2 separate regions of the Arabidopsis thaliana genome follow, and region 2 is linked to region 1. Evidence: chromatin contacts called from public ChIA-PET data. All regions are on one chromosome and are shown on one strand. Each heading gives the region's core, a stretch centred on a gene start, on an enhancer-like site or on the middle of the called end of the contact. The rest is flanking DNA. Distances are from core to core; before and after follow the strand shown.

Evidence for each region. ChIA-PET counts read pairs in DNA pulled down with a chosen protein or histone mark.
Region 2: an H3K4me3 ChIA-PET map of shoot shows a contact between it and region 1, with 10 read pairs. The contact joins the promoter of AT5G16610 here to the promoter of AT5G02555 in region 1. A contact is called at or near these places in 6 of 26 Hi-C or Micro-C datasets (cotyledon, root, rosette leaf and 1 more) and 1 of 2 datasets of contacts at active chromatin or transcription factors (shoot).

The regions. Positions count from the first base shown.
Region 1 is chr5:5,407,788-5,415,395 of TAIR10.1, reverse strand. It overlaps AT5G02555 (a long non-coding RNA gene), which reads right to left and starts at 4,199. Exons shown (of 1, transcript NR_142609.1): 1 at 3,765-4,199. It overlaps KAN (Homeodomain-like superfamily protein), which reads left to right and starts at 3,630. Exons shown (of 6, transcript NM_121662.3): 1 at 3,630-5,033; 2 at 5,138-5,214; 3 at 6,097-6,142; 4 at 7,020-7,167. The coding sequence starts at 4,304.
Region 2 is chr5:5,444,937-5,452,544 of TAIR10.1, reverse strand. It overlaps AT5G16610, which reads left to right and starts at 4,190. Exons shown (of 12, transcript NM_203062.2): 1 at 4,190-4,286; 2 at 4,391-4,751; 3 at 4,833-4,887; 4 at 4,962-5,194; 5 at 5,315-5,348; 6 at 5,437-6,182; 7 at 6,279-6,327; 8 at 6,409-6,534; 9 at 6,607-6,711; 10 at 6,790-6,881; 11 at 6,953-7,106; 12 at 7,202-7,608. The coding sequence starts at 4,600. The coding sequence ends at 7,477. It overlaps AT5G02565 (a small nucleolar RNA gene), which reads right to left and starts at 3,627; the gene lies at 3,375-3,627. It overlaps AT5G02575 (a small nucleolar RNA gene), which reads right to left and starts at 3,305; the gene lies at 3,016-3,305. TIC40 (hydroxyproline-rich glycoprotein family protein) reads right to left here and starts at 1,925. Exons shown (of 14, transcript NM_121668.4): 1 at 1,542-1,925; 2 at 1,173-1,290; 3 at 1,027-1,084; 4 at 899-916; 5 at 179-488; 6 at 1-59. The coding sequence starts at 1,737.

The DNA.
Region 1 (7,608 bases), core at 2,950-5,449:
CATAAGACATACATGCATATGATGGACCTACATTAACTATCTCTCTAAAGTTAGCAACTAATCAGTGGAAGACACGTGGGTATTAATTTGGTAGGAAAATAATAGAGATCCTGCTATTAAAATTATATATGTTTTTCTAAAGAAAGTTAAACTAAGCCATTTTTATCAATTTTCTGTATGACCATTCATTATGGCCTAGTTCCATATATAATGCATATATATTTGGCATATATCTGCCTTTTGTACAAGGAATATCAATTTAACTTCTTATTAGACAAGTGGTCTACTCTATTTTTTTTTGTTTTCTTGTTCGTAGTCGTAGGAGACTAATCTGCTTTATATTTTCTTCGAACGTTTCTTTTGATATAATTTTAAAATGTTTTATTTAATTTGCTTATAACTTTATAAAGTTTATTACACTAATCTTCATAATAAAAGTTTAGTTTTTATATGATGAAAACACAAATGGAAAAGAGAAGAGACTAAAGTTTCCGTCCAAAATCTAAATCATAAAATTATGATATATTTCACTTCAAACTCTATTTAACTGAAACTGAATTATACTACAATTATAAAATATTAATAATTTGCATAGAAAATAATTCACATAATGATATTACAATTTTCTTAGTAAACTAATTATATCAAATGTTAAGTTTACAAATAATTACAAAAAAGTGACTTTTTTCTTTTTAATTACTTTCACATATTTCATCATAAACAAAAAAGACCAACACAAACAAATTACCCCCCACCCCCACCCCACCACACACACACACATATATATATATGTAAAATTTATTTAAAACTTTTTTAGATCTAATTATCTACAAATATCATTATAAAAATTAAGTTATAACATAATCAAAGTCGTAATATTCAAATTCGTCCTAATCTTGGAAAGTATTTTCATTCATCGACTTTGAAATCGTTTAAACAAATATTCTGATAATCTGTTTAAACCAAAACTCCTAAAATACTCTTCTTTTTTTTCTTGACAAACAAACTTCAAAACACTAAAAACATGACTTTCTTGACAATTATACTTTACTGCAACGCCCAACCATAGTGACAACATAATTTTGACTATCATAACCATTCAAAACAATTGTTTCCGTAGAACAAAACATTCATTTTTTTCATAACTACGACTTTATATTTTATCCGCTGCGTAAATTTAATATTTTTTGGATTTTTTCTGGAGATAGAGAATTTGATAACGGAAAGAATAAAACATTAGAGCCAAAGTAAAGCTTATGTCCTTCGAGAAATTAATGGGGCACAGAATCCGATCAAACGTCAATAACTAAGCCAAAAATCAAGCTTCGTTGCTCTCTAGTTTCAATGTTCCTTTAATTAACTAAACAGAAAAAGGTTTAGTTCCCAATATAGGAATTCATGGATCAGCTAATAGTTTAATACTACTACTTCTGTACTACTGTTAATTAATGACAATCCTTTGGGTAAGCCTAGGGGTTTTAAAAAAAAAAAAACATTTTTCAAAAGTATAAATGTAGCTCGTTGAGGGACTCATTCAGAAAACGAAAATATGAGTACATTGCTAGGTTTGGAATATAGGAGTTAATGAACTCAATTCCTTGTACCATTAACTAAAGATAAAAGAAATTAAGTGTATCCTAGGAGTTTTAGAAACCTAACTCAAAATTAGGAATGGACCTCATTCAAAAACGTTAGAAGTATAGCTAGGGTTGTTATACTGTTTTTGATTGAAAATGCTTTTTAAATAGATCATAATAGTATCTTGTTTAACTCACATGCAGCAAAACGTCTAAAAACTGCAAGCATACTGTACTTCTTTACTTTCCAATAATTAAAATTTATATCTAATAAGAAAAATATATATTACTGTATAATCAACGAATAAAATCTCACTTATTTAAATTTCCTGATATATAAACATAGTCTTACAATTTATCATATTTTTATTTCAAGGCATTAATGATTTGTCGAGATGTTGTATTGATATGGTCATGTGAGGAGTGAATAGTTTATTTTTTTTCTTAGAAGACAATTTAAAGAAAATTAGAAAAGAGTTATTAAATTGAGAAGGAATATTTGGGAGAATGAAAAGGGAATTAGAAGCAAATATTTAGGTTCTTTAGGGTTCACTTGTTTTTGTTTATTAAGGGAAACAAACAAAATCCACTTTCTGGCTGAGTATTTTCTTAGGTCTAATATATATTTAACTTCACGTATAATCTAAAAGCATGCATGTTACGTTACAATAATTGATCGAATTCTTTATATGACACTTGGTTTATATACGTACGAGGGCACCTTGTATTGTACACACGTATGCATATATGTATGTATTTGAAGAGAAAGATACTTTCTAAGACAATAATTTCCGTACCTTTGGAAGGCAAAACACAGAGTTTATATATTCCAAATTAAAAGTGGGATAAAAAAATATAATAATTCTTTGACAAAAACATACGAATAGTTAAATACTATTCAATTTTGTATATTTTTCATTATTTTTCAGTATGACATATTTCTGTTTCACAGTAGATAAAGTCAACTCCATAATTTTTTTTGTAGAATTATAAACGAACAATGTGAATGTAAAAATGTCGAGTACAAAGAAAACAGAAACACTAGAATGCATACATTATTACATTCGACACAAACAAGTCAAAAATATATATAAATCTGCCTAATTTTATTTCTTTTCAAGTACGTATTTTAAAGCGACATGTATATGACTTCGATTTGGCTCTAATTGATAGACAACACAAAACGGTCAAACAAGTAGCCGGTTGATATTGTAGTCACATCTCTAGGAACTAAATGTCTATACGAGCTATTCATAAACTCAAGAACGTACTGATATTTAATGTATATTTATCTCTTTAGGTATAGTTGAACAATCTACGGTCAGAAACTTGAATTTGTTTGATTCCAAAATCGTATAAGGAATTATTATAATAAGATGTGAATAGAGAGTGAAGTGAGAAGCGAAGAGAGTGGGGGAGAAAATAAAAAAGGAGTCAGAGAGGACACAGTCTCTTTCTCTCTCTCAAGTCTCAACATATGTATCCCGTCGTCTCCGGGGTACCAAAATCAAAGCACTCTCTCTTTTTTTATTTTATTTTTTTTTGGTTATAATGAAACTTTTTATTTATTTTAGAATAGGTCTTGTGTTTGTTTTTTTCTTCTTGTTATTTATTTATTTAATTTAATTTTGGCTTTTGCTTTGACTATAGATTAGATAGGACAGAAGAGAGCGACCCTTTATTCTCTCTCCTCTTGTACTCTTCTCCAACATTTTTAATTATTATTCTTCATGATAATCTGTGAACATTATTATTTTAAAGATCAATTGAGTTTTTGATTTATTACTCAAATTGTTAAGGTTTTAATGGATGATAATCGTATTAATTTTTATTGTTAAAAGTTGTATGCTTTTCATCTATGAAATTGGTCGATTATTAAATACACTTTACATTTGAAAATTTCATCTACTAAATTGATAGAAAACAAGATTTATTTTGCTATTATTCTTCAACTTTATCTATGGAAATCAAAATTTCAGTAGTTTAAACGAATAAACTAAAACATGAAATCAATTAATCTAGCCGTAAAATAATTTATATTATATTGATAGATGGGTTTACTTGTTGAAAGGTGAAAAAGACAAATTGAAATACCATCCCAAAATAAAATAAAAAGCTTCCAATATTTGGAATATAGCGAATGACAATATTACCCTTTCTCAACTATCGTTTTCCAAGATATACTCTCGAGGAACAACATCTCACACATACACATACACATACATGTACATGAACGAACACACATATATCTCTCTCTCTTACCTGTTTTTAATTTTCCTGGATTTAGTTTTATTCCTTTTTTCTCTTCTGCCTTTGCTTCACAACACACATACCTCTCTCTATCTCTCTCTTCCTTCTTTTTCTCTCTCTCTGCGTCTTACTTTGAGCATGTTTGTTTCTTCAAGAAGATCATCACTCAACTTCTCTCTCTTCTTCTAAGCTTCTCTTTAACTTCATCTCTCTCACTTTCTCCTTTCTTTCTGAGATATAGAGAGAGAAAGAGAACAAAAAAAATATCAAATCTTTCAGACACCCTTTTGACTTCTTTGCCTAAAGAATCTCTCTGCTTTCTCTTCTCCTTAGAGAAAATCATTTTAAATTCCTAAGCAAAACCCTCAGGAGAAAAAAAAAACAAAAGAATAGTCATCATCATCATCACCATCATCATCCTTATCATCATCAACAACTTCAGTGGCAGCAATAGCAAGAGAAAGGTTTCTTTAATTATGTCTATGGAAGGTGTTTTTCTAGAGAAAACCAAAACAAACACAACAACTACTCTCCCTGATCTATCTCTCCACATCAGTCTCCCAGATATTCATCAATACCATCACAATGAATCTTCTAAAGAATCTTCAAGAAGATCCTCCCAACTCGAAAACAACAACCGATCGTCCAACTTTGAACTCTCTTTATCTCATCATAACCATCCAACAGCAAGAATCTTCCATTGTCCTGATCGAAGAACCCTTAATCTTCCTCATCAGCAGCATTACAACAACCCTATCATCAATGGTGTTCATCAAAGGGTCGATGAATCCGAGATTAGTAATCTCCACCGTCCAATTAGAGGCATCCCGGTCTATCACAACCGTTCATTCCCTTTCCACCAACAAAACTCTTCATTACCTTCTCTTGGAGGAGGAGACATGGATCAAATCTCAATCTTAAACTCATCTTCCGGCTACAACAACGCTTACCGATCATTACAATCTTCCCCGAGGCTTAAAGGTGTTCCTTTGCATCATCATCATCATCATAATCAGTATGGAGTCGTTGGATCTTCAGATTCGTCTTCTCCTCATCACCATAACCATCATCATCATGGGATGATCAGATCAAGATTCTTGCCTAAGATGCCGACAAAGCGAAGCATGAGAGCTCCAAGGATGCGTTGGACTAGTAGCCTCCACGCGCGGTTTGTTCACGCTGTTGAGCTTCTAGGCGGCCATGAAAGTACACATTTATATCATAATCACATTCTAATGATCATTCCCATTTTTCTTCACTTTATTCTCAAAGTCTTAAATCTTTTATTCTTGTTGTTGTTGTGATTCTAGGAGCAACTCCAAAGTCGGTTCTTGAGCTCATGGATGTAAAAGACTTAACTTTAGCACATGTGAAGAGCCATTTGCAGGTATAATCTATACTCTATTTGAAATTAAATTAGACACAACAAAGAATCAATTTTTATTTGTTAATTTAGGTTTAATCTAGTCGAGTTAGTTCGTTACCAATCAAGATTTTCTATAATTAGGGATATTTCATAGTTTTCATCACCATCATGTCACTCTCTTCTCCTTTGCGTTTTGCACAAAAACAGCTGAATCAAGAAACAAGGTTTTTGTGTACGTATATATCATCAGAGCAATGAATAGAGCTCCAATTCTGATGTGTTACTTTTATTTTCTTGTTTTGTCTTTGCTTTAAGTTTAGTCATATTTTGGAAGAGATGGCACAATTGCCAAGAAAATTGAAGCAGTTGAATGAATTTAAAGAGAGAAAAAGAGAGAGTAGTTATAGCTTTAAGTGACTGAAACCTTTCAGAGAATTATTAAACAATGGAGAATTGAGATGATAGATAGAAGTTATTTTGGATTATAATTCATTTTTTCTTTTTTAAATTAGGAAGAGGGGACAAAAGTAGTCATCATTACTCAATGATAATAATACAATCTTTCTATTACTCAACCTTCTTTCAGACATCAACCTCGTGGTCTTAAAATCATAAATAATTAATTATATATACATCATCAGTTCCAAGACAAACCCAGAAAACCACACATATGTACTACATATATTATTTATTTAATAATATAAAGTTCATATGTGTCTGCATATATCTCTCCAGTTTGTCATCTGTAATTCTGTATCACATTATACAAAAATAAATCTATTTAGTTTATCAGTATCTTTTGTCCGATATTTATTTTGGTTTTTTCCTGTGTCTTTAATTGGATTTATGGTTTATTCTAGTTTTAGAGCTCTCATCATGCCTTTAATTTTTTTTTTTTTGCAGATGTATCGAACTGTTAAGACCACTAACAAGCCTGCTGCTTCATCAGGTACGTGTGATTCCTTTACACACACACACACATATAATGTTATGCATATTCACATTTCTTTAGTATAGCTTTTTTCAGCTTTATATATGCTAAAGAAATGGTACTGGCTTTTAATAAGAAAGATATACAATTCACCAAAAAATAACATAAGACAGATATACAATAAAGCTTAGGATTCTCCACCAGAATTTTATAGAAATGGAGGTCCAATATAATCACTATTATAGCTTTTTTTGACTACAATATTTATAAGAAATTAGTTCTCAATCAGAATTTGAAGCTGTGATTCGATATTTGTATGTATGTAGAGATATAATGACGTGAAATTATTTCTGTTATTTTTACTATTTGATTCTACTATTTCTACTATTCCCTTTCCCCAAAATAATAAAAAACGAGCCCTAAGATATTGGTCAAGCTCAAGGCTTTTATCCTTCCTTTGATTGAACCCTAAAGTTGAGTGGTCAAAGTTCAAAGCAAACCAAACAAACATATATCCCCAATATTGATGTTCTCTAAGAAAAAAAAATCGAGTAAAAGATTAAATTTAAAACGTGTGAAGTGTAAACTCATATCCAAGCAAAGTTCATGAATTAAGAATAAAGAAAAACCACTTGTTTCATATGGATTTTCTTTAACCAATTAAAAGTTTATTTGGCACAATTTTCGAGTCTGTAAAACTATTTTTTGAGACACATATTAGGTTGGTCAACACGAAATGCTGAAATTATTTTTTAAGAAAAACAATTTCTTCACTGCATTGTCTTTTACAAAAAAGCTTACAAGAATCGTTCAGTTTTAAATGAGATTCCTTATAGGGTATAAGTGATTGATTTGAGACAACGAAACTTGATAAAAAGTTAAAATAAAATTTCAGATGGGTCAGGAGAAGAAGAAATGGGCATAAATGGAAACGAAGTTCATCATCAATCATCGACGGATCAAAGGGCACAATCTGATGATACTTCTCTTCATCAAGAAACTGACATTTCTTCCACACAACCTCGTTGGAGTAACTCTTCACGGTACGTTTACGTATATACGTACATGTATTATACACACGATAAGTATATATAAACATTAGGTAAGAATAAGATTGACGAAATTTGAGATAGGGTTTAGGGTTCTCTCACCTAATTGTTCCTACTTCCTACCAAGTAATTCATACGACAATTGTTTGGTTTATCCCACATCTATCCATTTTCTTCTAACAAAAATAGTTTTTAGATGATATTTTAAGTTTGTTTTCGTTCAGTTTAAGGGGAAAAAATTTGAGTGATGGTTTTGGTTACAATGAGATGAAATTGGTTAGGGTTTATGGCTGATGAACTTTAATTATATGTACCAAGTTTTTTTTTTTAATTATAATTTGGTTTGGGTTCTTAAGATTCATCTAGGAAGACTAGGATAAACGAATTTTGCTTCATAAGTATGACATGTAGATTGTGGTCATATAGCAAGTTGCA
Region 2 (7,608 bases), core at 2,941-5,440, 37 kb before region 1:
TGCATAGTTGCTAAATGGGCTTTCTTTTGTGGTTTCCTCGGGTGAAATGTCTTCAAAGGCTGCATCCAAAAGTAAATCAGCTTCCAAGTTAGAAGCTTGGAAAATGAGAAAGGAAGAAAGTCAAAATTGAGAATACAAATGAAAAGACGTTGATTTCTGAAACAGAAAAAGAATCTACCATAGTTCTTTTCTTCTTTCTTCTCTTTGCTTGCCTCTAAGACAACACTTGGCTTATCCACCTCTATATCCTTTGCAGGTGTAGGTTTCGGTTTAGTTGAAGGAGGTGTCTCTACTTTTGTCGCTGTCACATCAACGGTAGCACCTGAAGACTGGGATTGAGATTGGAATGGCGAGGAAGCAGGACTTGTTTGAGGAGGAAATGGAAACGGAAAAGGTGATCCTGATGGGAATCCAGAATTATTAAACTGGCTATTTTGCGTATTCATTTGGTTCATCATCGTCTTCATAGCTGTTTGCATTGCATATTTCTAAACCAAAGCAAAAAAAAAAATCCAAAGAGAGTAACAGCCGGTTAGAGAATAATGAGAGAAAGCAATGACAACTTGTATAATATATTTCAATCAAATACTGGAGTTGCGAAAATGACTATAAGTCTGAATACCTGAGTTGCATCACTAAAACCATAATGGTATGTAGGTTACCATCTACGAATCAAGTGACTACCCAAAAAAAGAGAGGCAAAAGTTCGATGCTTATATAAACGGTTCAACAAGTGTGAGCAAACAGTTCACCTTGTTAAGATAACCAGTTTAGTGAATAAAACTATCTCAGATACATGAGCACAATACACTAGAGTTGACATGAAGCATAAAATCGTGGTTCTGCAACAGACTAGAGAACAAAAGTCCCGTAAAACCAGAGGGCCAAGTATCTGTACCTTTAAATTTGAAGTTACCTGCAATGCCATCAGAAAAGAAAAAAGGTCAAGCACTTATTAATCAATATTGAAGCAAGAAAGAATATTTATAGAGGAAAAAAAAATTAGGAAGGAATCTTGATACTCACATATGAGAACAAAGCTGATAGACCAACACCAACACCAATCCAGAAAAGTGGTGATCCTCTACAAGAAAAAAGAAAAAACACAATTTAATAACCAAGAATCAAACGACATACAAACTAAGCACATTGTCCAAAACCAGGAAAATTACATGGTTGATGAAGATGGTGGTGGCACAGGCACACTAGGGGAAGCAACAGAAGTTGTCTGTTGATCACGACTCGAAGAAAATATACTTGCAAAAGCTTTGCTTCTCTGTTTCACAACCACTGCAAATCGAACATAAACTTAAAGTAAACAATTCTAACAATGAATGGTTTCTACAAGAATTCAAATTGCAAATTCACAAAGTGTGGATTTTTTTAAGAGATATAGCAATTCATAAGCTCATATTAAACCAGTCGAAAAGGGTTCGCAATTTGAGTTTCAATAAGATAGATAAAAGTAATAAACTGGAAATTTTTCCGGAAAATTTTGGCATTTGCTATAATAGAGTGTCGAGTGGAATTTGCAAACTAACCGATTTCTCCAGTGTTCTCCGGACGCGAAGAGGGAGATTGAGATTGAGCAGAGGCAGATATTTTGGAACACCGGAGGACAATATTAGGAGTCCGACGAGAAAACCCAGTAGGGTTTTTCAGCGAGGAAGTGAAATTGCATCCAATTAACAGCTTTGGAGAAGAAGCTGAGCAAGAAACTAGGGTAAGGTTCTCCATATCTAATTGTTTCTTTGGGAGAAAAAGAAACAGAAGAAGGAGAGCCTAAAACAAATTCTGGTGGAGAAGATGAAAGATATGATGAGGAAGAAGGAAACGAAGAAGAAGAGATTTTGGTCTAAAACCACGAGGTTTGAGTTTAGCACTAGACTTGGATCCAGTGTAGCTAAGTGTACTGAAACCTTTTTACAAATTAACAGGTGGCGATATTTTCACCGTCAAGATCAATGAGTTTTATTTATAAACCAAGGGTGTGATGTGAGTGAGAAACTCTTTCGAGATTATTGCAAAAGCCATCCCCCACTTTTTCTTTTTGTTATGTTATAGCCCGTATCTATTTTAAGAATCAGTGTACACTCATTTTTGTAGCAGAAAATCAATGATGTTAGTACTGTGATTCAGATTTTTCTATATACTGTGTTCTTTTTCTTTTTTTCATCCAGAATTTTTCCATTGTATTATAGGTTGTGAAATACAAAGGGTGGAATACAAATTTGAAACACAAAGCCGGCGGAAAACAAAAATATCTCCGGAAACTAAACCTAAAGAAGGGAAAACTTAAGACGAAAAACGAATAAAATTACGAACTATGGAAACAAGGGGAACCACAGATGGATTAGTCCCCAATTAAGCCCATACATGAGAACAACAAAATTGGCTAGGTTTTTCGTTGTGTTTCTCGTCCAAACGAATGAGACTACGCCCAAATGGGACTAATCCATTTGTAGTTATACTGTTGTGTTTTTCGGATTGTCCAAAAAATTGAATACTTAGTTCAAAGCTCACAATGAACAGGTTCAAGAGCCTTACGCCTTTAACATTGATTTAGGATTAGAGAGTCTGGAACCGTTGCCGAGTTACATAGTTTACACATTTCTTATTAGAAAAGAGTTTTAGTAATAAAGAAAGATACACTTTCATATAGTTTCTGAATATTATTATGGAAGTGTAAGTCTCCTATATGTAACTCGTTCACCTTCATCATCAAATTGGTTTACACAGTTTGTTCCATATGTCATTCCCAAAGTACATTGTTCTGTCAAATTATTCCACCATGTGGTAAACATCGAATAATGCTCTCTTCTATTTTCCCAATTTTTTGTGAATTTTCCCCAATTCGAACATAAAATGACATTAAAATTCCTAACTCAATATCTTTGTAAGAAGAAACCCACTCTTGGTTGGATACATATCAAGCATCCAAAAAAGATCACAAAGTAATCTTACAAATCAGCTACGTTTAACAATATCGAAGACAAAAACAGAATTCATAGCTGCTTCTCAGACAAAGGGCACAATGATTCCACATATGAGTGCTTGAGAAAATGATAATGTTCTTCAAGATTTAAACTAAGAAAAATATCGAACAAGAGCTCTACACTGATCTCTTCCTTGATCTAAAACACAAAGGGAAACAAATCCCCTTCAAGTATTTTAGATCAAAGTGTCATCAAGCAATACATATAGCTCAAGAACTCTTTCTTTGGATTAAATCAAGAAGAACCACATCACATTCTCAAGCCCATCTTTTCAGTGTGGTTAAAGCAATATAATCATCATAGAACAGCCAAAAAAACAAACCAATTTTTTTTTTTAAAACAACAAATTTAGAAAAACTGAATATGAGAAAAAGCTGCTTCTCAGACAAGGGCCAAGGTTGTCCACATGAGTGAGCTTGAAAAACGTGAATGTTCTTCAAGCCTCAAACCATGAAAAATGTTGATAAGAGCTCGACATTACTCTCTACCTTAATCTAAACCACAAAGGAGAAAAAGAATCCCCTTCAAGCAACTTAGATCAAAGTGTCATCAAGAAACTCCGAGATCAAATCTAATCTTTCTCTGGTTTGAATCAAGAAGAGCAAAATCACATTCTCAACCCCATCTTTTCAGTGTGGTTAAAGCAAAAAGAATCATCATAGAGCAGCATCAAAAAGCAAATTTTCACAAAACCTTTATTTGAGAAAAGGTTAACACTTTATCATAGAAATTCGAAGATCTAAAATATCCAAACATAAGATCAGAATTAAAAACATAGGAAGATGTCGAATCTCGAGAAAATGCTAGAATCCACGGGAAAAAAAATTCCCAGAATGCTACATGTCCAGAGACTCCAAACCATCAATGAAGATGTTTGATTTAGCATCGGAACATAAGATTTCTTTTAAGCTATACATGAGTGCTAAGCTTAAAGACTCCTATCACAAATCTGTTCCTTATATGCTATTCTTAACCTAAGATTTCGTAGCGAAAAATTCAGATTTTAACAGAAAATCAGAACAAAAAAATCGGATCTTTTCGTGAAGATAATATCTTGCGGCGAAATCAAAGACGAAGTCTTTTATTTATAGCTTAGGGTTTACATCTATGGGCCTTTAGGTTCTATTTTTATTGGCCCATTAGCCCAAATAAAATAACCTTTCTCTTCGCTCCCTCCTGTTTCCCCTCTGTTTCGATGATAAACACACACAAAAAAAAAAAACGATTTCTTTCTTAACTTGTTAATCAGTAAGAGCGTCTCAATTTCAGTGTTTCATCGAATATGCTGAGGTAAGGTCTCCGTTTCACTGGTTATGTTTCAATTTGGCTAAAAACAACTTTTTTATTGTTCATAAAAGTGAGTGACACAAAAGCTTCTTCATGTTTATTACCAGGGTTTCGACAATCTGAGATTCTTCTCCTTGTGTTCATGTCCAAAGGAGATTCCTTTCTTCATTCTCCTTACCTTCTTAACAAACCCTTCTCTCTTATTATCTAATTCGCTTTTGTAGCTCTATACGCAATTAGCAAATTTGGAGAAATCTCGATTATAGCAATTTTCTTCAGTCTCCATGTACTTTTCCTCTGTATTACTCTAATTCAAATGTATAAGATGTGCCATGAACCTACCAACATCTCTTCATCGGAGTCTGATTTTACATTCCTTGAGGAAGACCATCTCCCCTTGACGTCACGGCGGAGTTTATTGCTATCGAGTGAAAGAGTCTCTCAACGTATCGCTGCTTATGTTCCTGCGTGAGTACTGTCATTGGTTTACGTTTTCTTCAATTTCACTTTTCGTTTTTGTTTTCACATATGTTTTCATTTGTTTCTTAGATCGAATGTTGATAGTGTCTTGAAAAGAGAAGAAGAAGATTGCTTCAATGAGCTGGTAACGAAGTCTTTGTTTTTGTTAAATTCAATTTCACTTATGTAAGTTTAGAGAACTGAGTATCTAGTGTCCAGGGTGTAGTGTCAAATTGTGATGCTACTGAATCTGTAAGCACGGAAATATTGGAATCTATGAACATTGGTTGTAGTCAAGGTCTTAAAGATTCTGGAAACATAAGACCACAGAACAACATTCTAGGATGTTGTAGTAATGCTGTAGAGAATTTTAATAGAGTCGGAGAAACTGAAAGGAGTGATGATCTTGAACATCTCACACTGAAGGAGCGGCGCAAAATGCTTCTTGAAAGGTGTTTTATTTTTTAACTTATAATGTCACAAGCTCGGTGGATGGTTTTCCACTTTTTTTTGTCGCCTGCGTTCATTTAGTGTTTCACGGCTCTTATACACCATTCTTGTTGTTGTTGCAGGGTTGCTATAAGGTTGCCTGAATCTAACGTAGAGGTAATCAAAGTGACAAGTTCCCTTGGGTTTTGAATTTTTTTTGTTTGGAATCTATTTGGGCTAACTAGGTGTTTGCTTACAAGTACAGGATAATACTGAAGATTGCGATGAAACTGAACTTTATAAAATAAAAGCGGAGATTTCATGCGAAAATGGGATAGCTTCGTCTTCTGGAGTCCAATTCAGCGGCTTTCTAGAGAAAATTGATTCTGTCCTCTGTAGAAATTTTAGTATATGTTCAGAATCTGGAAGTCAGCTTGGTGGAATTCAAGAGAGTGATATTCCAATATCTCCTGAACGGTCCTTTGATTTGTCACCTGAAGCCAGTCTACCTGAGGTATCCAGCAGCAACAAAAATCCAAGAAAAAGAGTGAAAAGAGTCCAAAGGAATCCTCTACCTTTGAATGAGAATGAAATACAGTCTACTCAAGTAAAGGTTGATCCTTTGGCTGATTGCGTCATGGAGGACAATGACGAGAAAAATCCTGTTACCTCAAAGCAGATACCGGTCAAAAGAGAGGTAGAAACCCATGGTGAAGCTCTTGATGAAAATGAGCTAGATTCTGTGAAACTGAGCTTTCGCTTGAATCGTTGTACATCTGCTCCTACACCTTTTAGGTGTATGAAAAACGAAGCGGAGACCGCTAGTGAAATGGATGAAGATATTATAGACCACATGAAATTAATTGATCGATTAAAGCTTCGATCTTTTCATGGCTCAGGTCATCATGAAGATCTTAATTCACCGTCCTCAGGGTTTAGCTTCTGTACATCTGATGAGTACGTTAAACCTTCGAGGGTATTTCGTCCTTGGAAGCGGAAGAAAACCGCCACGTGAGTCTCTCTGCTGTATCCATCGCCTCATGTGTCTCTCTCTTTTGATTATCTCTGTTTCTTTTGTGATCTTATAATATGAAATAACCATTTCAGGGACTCAATTGAGACAGCTTTGGAGGAAGATGCTCCTGGTCTTTTGCAGGTATCATGGTTTTCTTCTAAAAGAAATAGAATCTAATGGAACTTCTGCAAATTAGATTTCTTAAAGCACATGTGTTTTCAGGTACTGATTCAACAAGGGGTAACAGTTGATGAACTTAGGCTTTATGGGAATGAAGGTGGCGATGTTCCCTCAGATGATTCACTTCTCAATGAGAGTTTCTCGGAGCTCGAAGATGTGATCTCGCAGGTAAAATAATCCTTTTTTGTTTCAAAGGTAGTTTTTTCCCCACTGTGTCAAAAGATTGAATCGTCTTATCAGCTTTTCTACAAACGCGAGACGGGCACGAAACTACTTAATTCAAGTTTCTCAAAAGCTTCAAGAACTAGCTATTGCTTGACCTGTCTATTCTCCCTCATCGAACAGGTTAAAATCCTCATCCCCGTCTTCTCGAATTGTTATATATTTCTCTTTATTCTTAACTTGCTTCCTCTTGTTTTCAAGGCGCGGTATTTGCAGTTCCGCAAATGGCCTGTTGAGTGGGGCTGGTGCCGCGATCTCCAGTCTTTCATATTCGTTTTCGAGAGACATAACCGGTAAATTAACTCTCTTTTCCTTGTCATTGCGGCTAAACTGAACTTTTCATGGATCTTTTTGTGTTACACAGTATAGTAATGGAACGGCCTGAATATGGCTACGCAACATACTTCTTCGAGCTCAGCAATACTGCATCAATCAGATGGCAGGTCAAACGGTTAGTCTTGGCCATGAAACTAGCAAGTTGTGGCCGATATCAGCTGATTGAAAACAAGCCGTTACTGGTAAATTCATTTCTCTCACCGGTTAATATGATCCAATATCTTTTCTAAGGTCTATTATTCTGAACTCTCTCTGTAACTCGGGGTGGGATAATAAGGTAGGAGAAGATATGACTGCAGGCGAAGCAGAAGTTCTGATTAAGTACGGCTGGGTTGCAAACACGGGACTAGGGACGATGCTAAACTACCGCGATAGAGTCTACCACGACAGGAAGACCCAAAAACCGACATCAGAATGGAGATCTAAGATTTCTGAGCTTCTTATTGATGGCTATAACAGTGGAACCATCGTCTCTACTCTAATTGCACCTCATGATGATGATATTGATGACGCCGGACTTGACATGGAAGATGTTAAGCTTGAGCCTTATTGAAGCTGTGAATCTGTTATAGAGTCTTCTTCAACTGTTGATTGTTTATTTACTTGGTCAGCTAAATTTAATCGGATCACAAACTACAATAAGCGAAAAAATTTCCCATACTTTCTTTTATTACCAACAGGTTC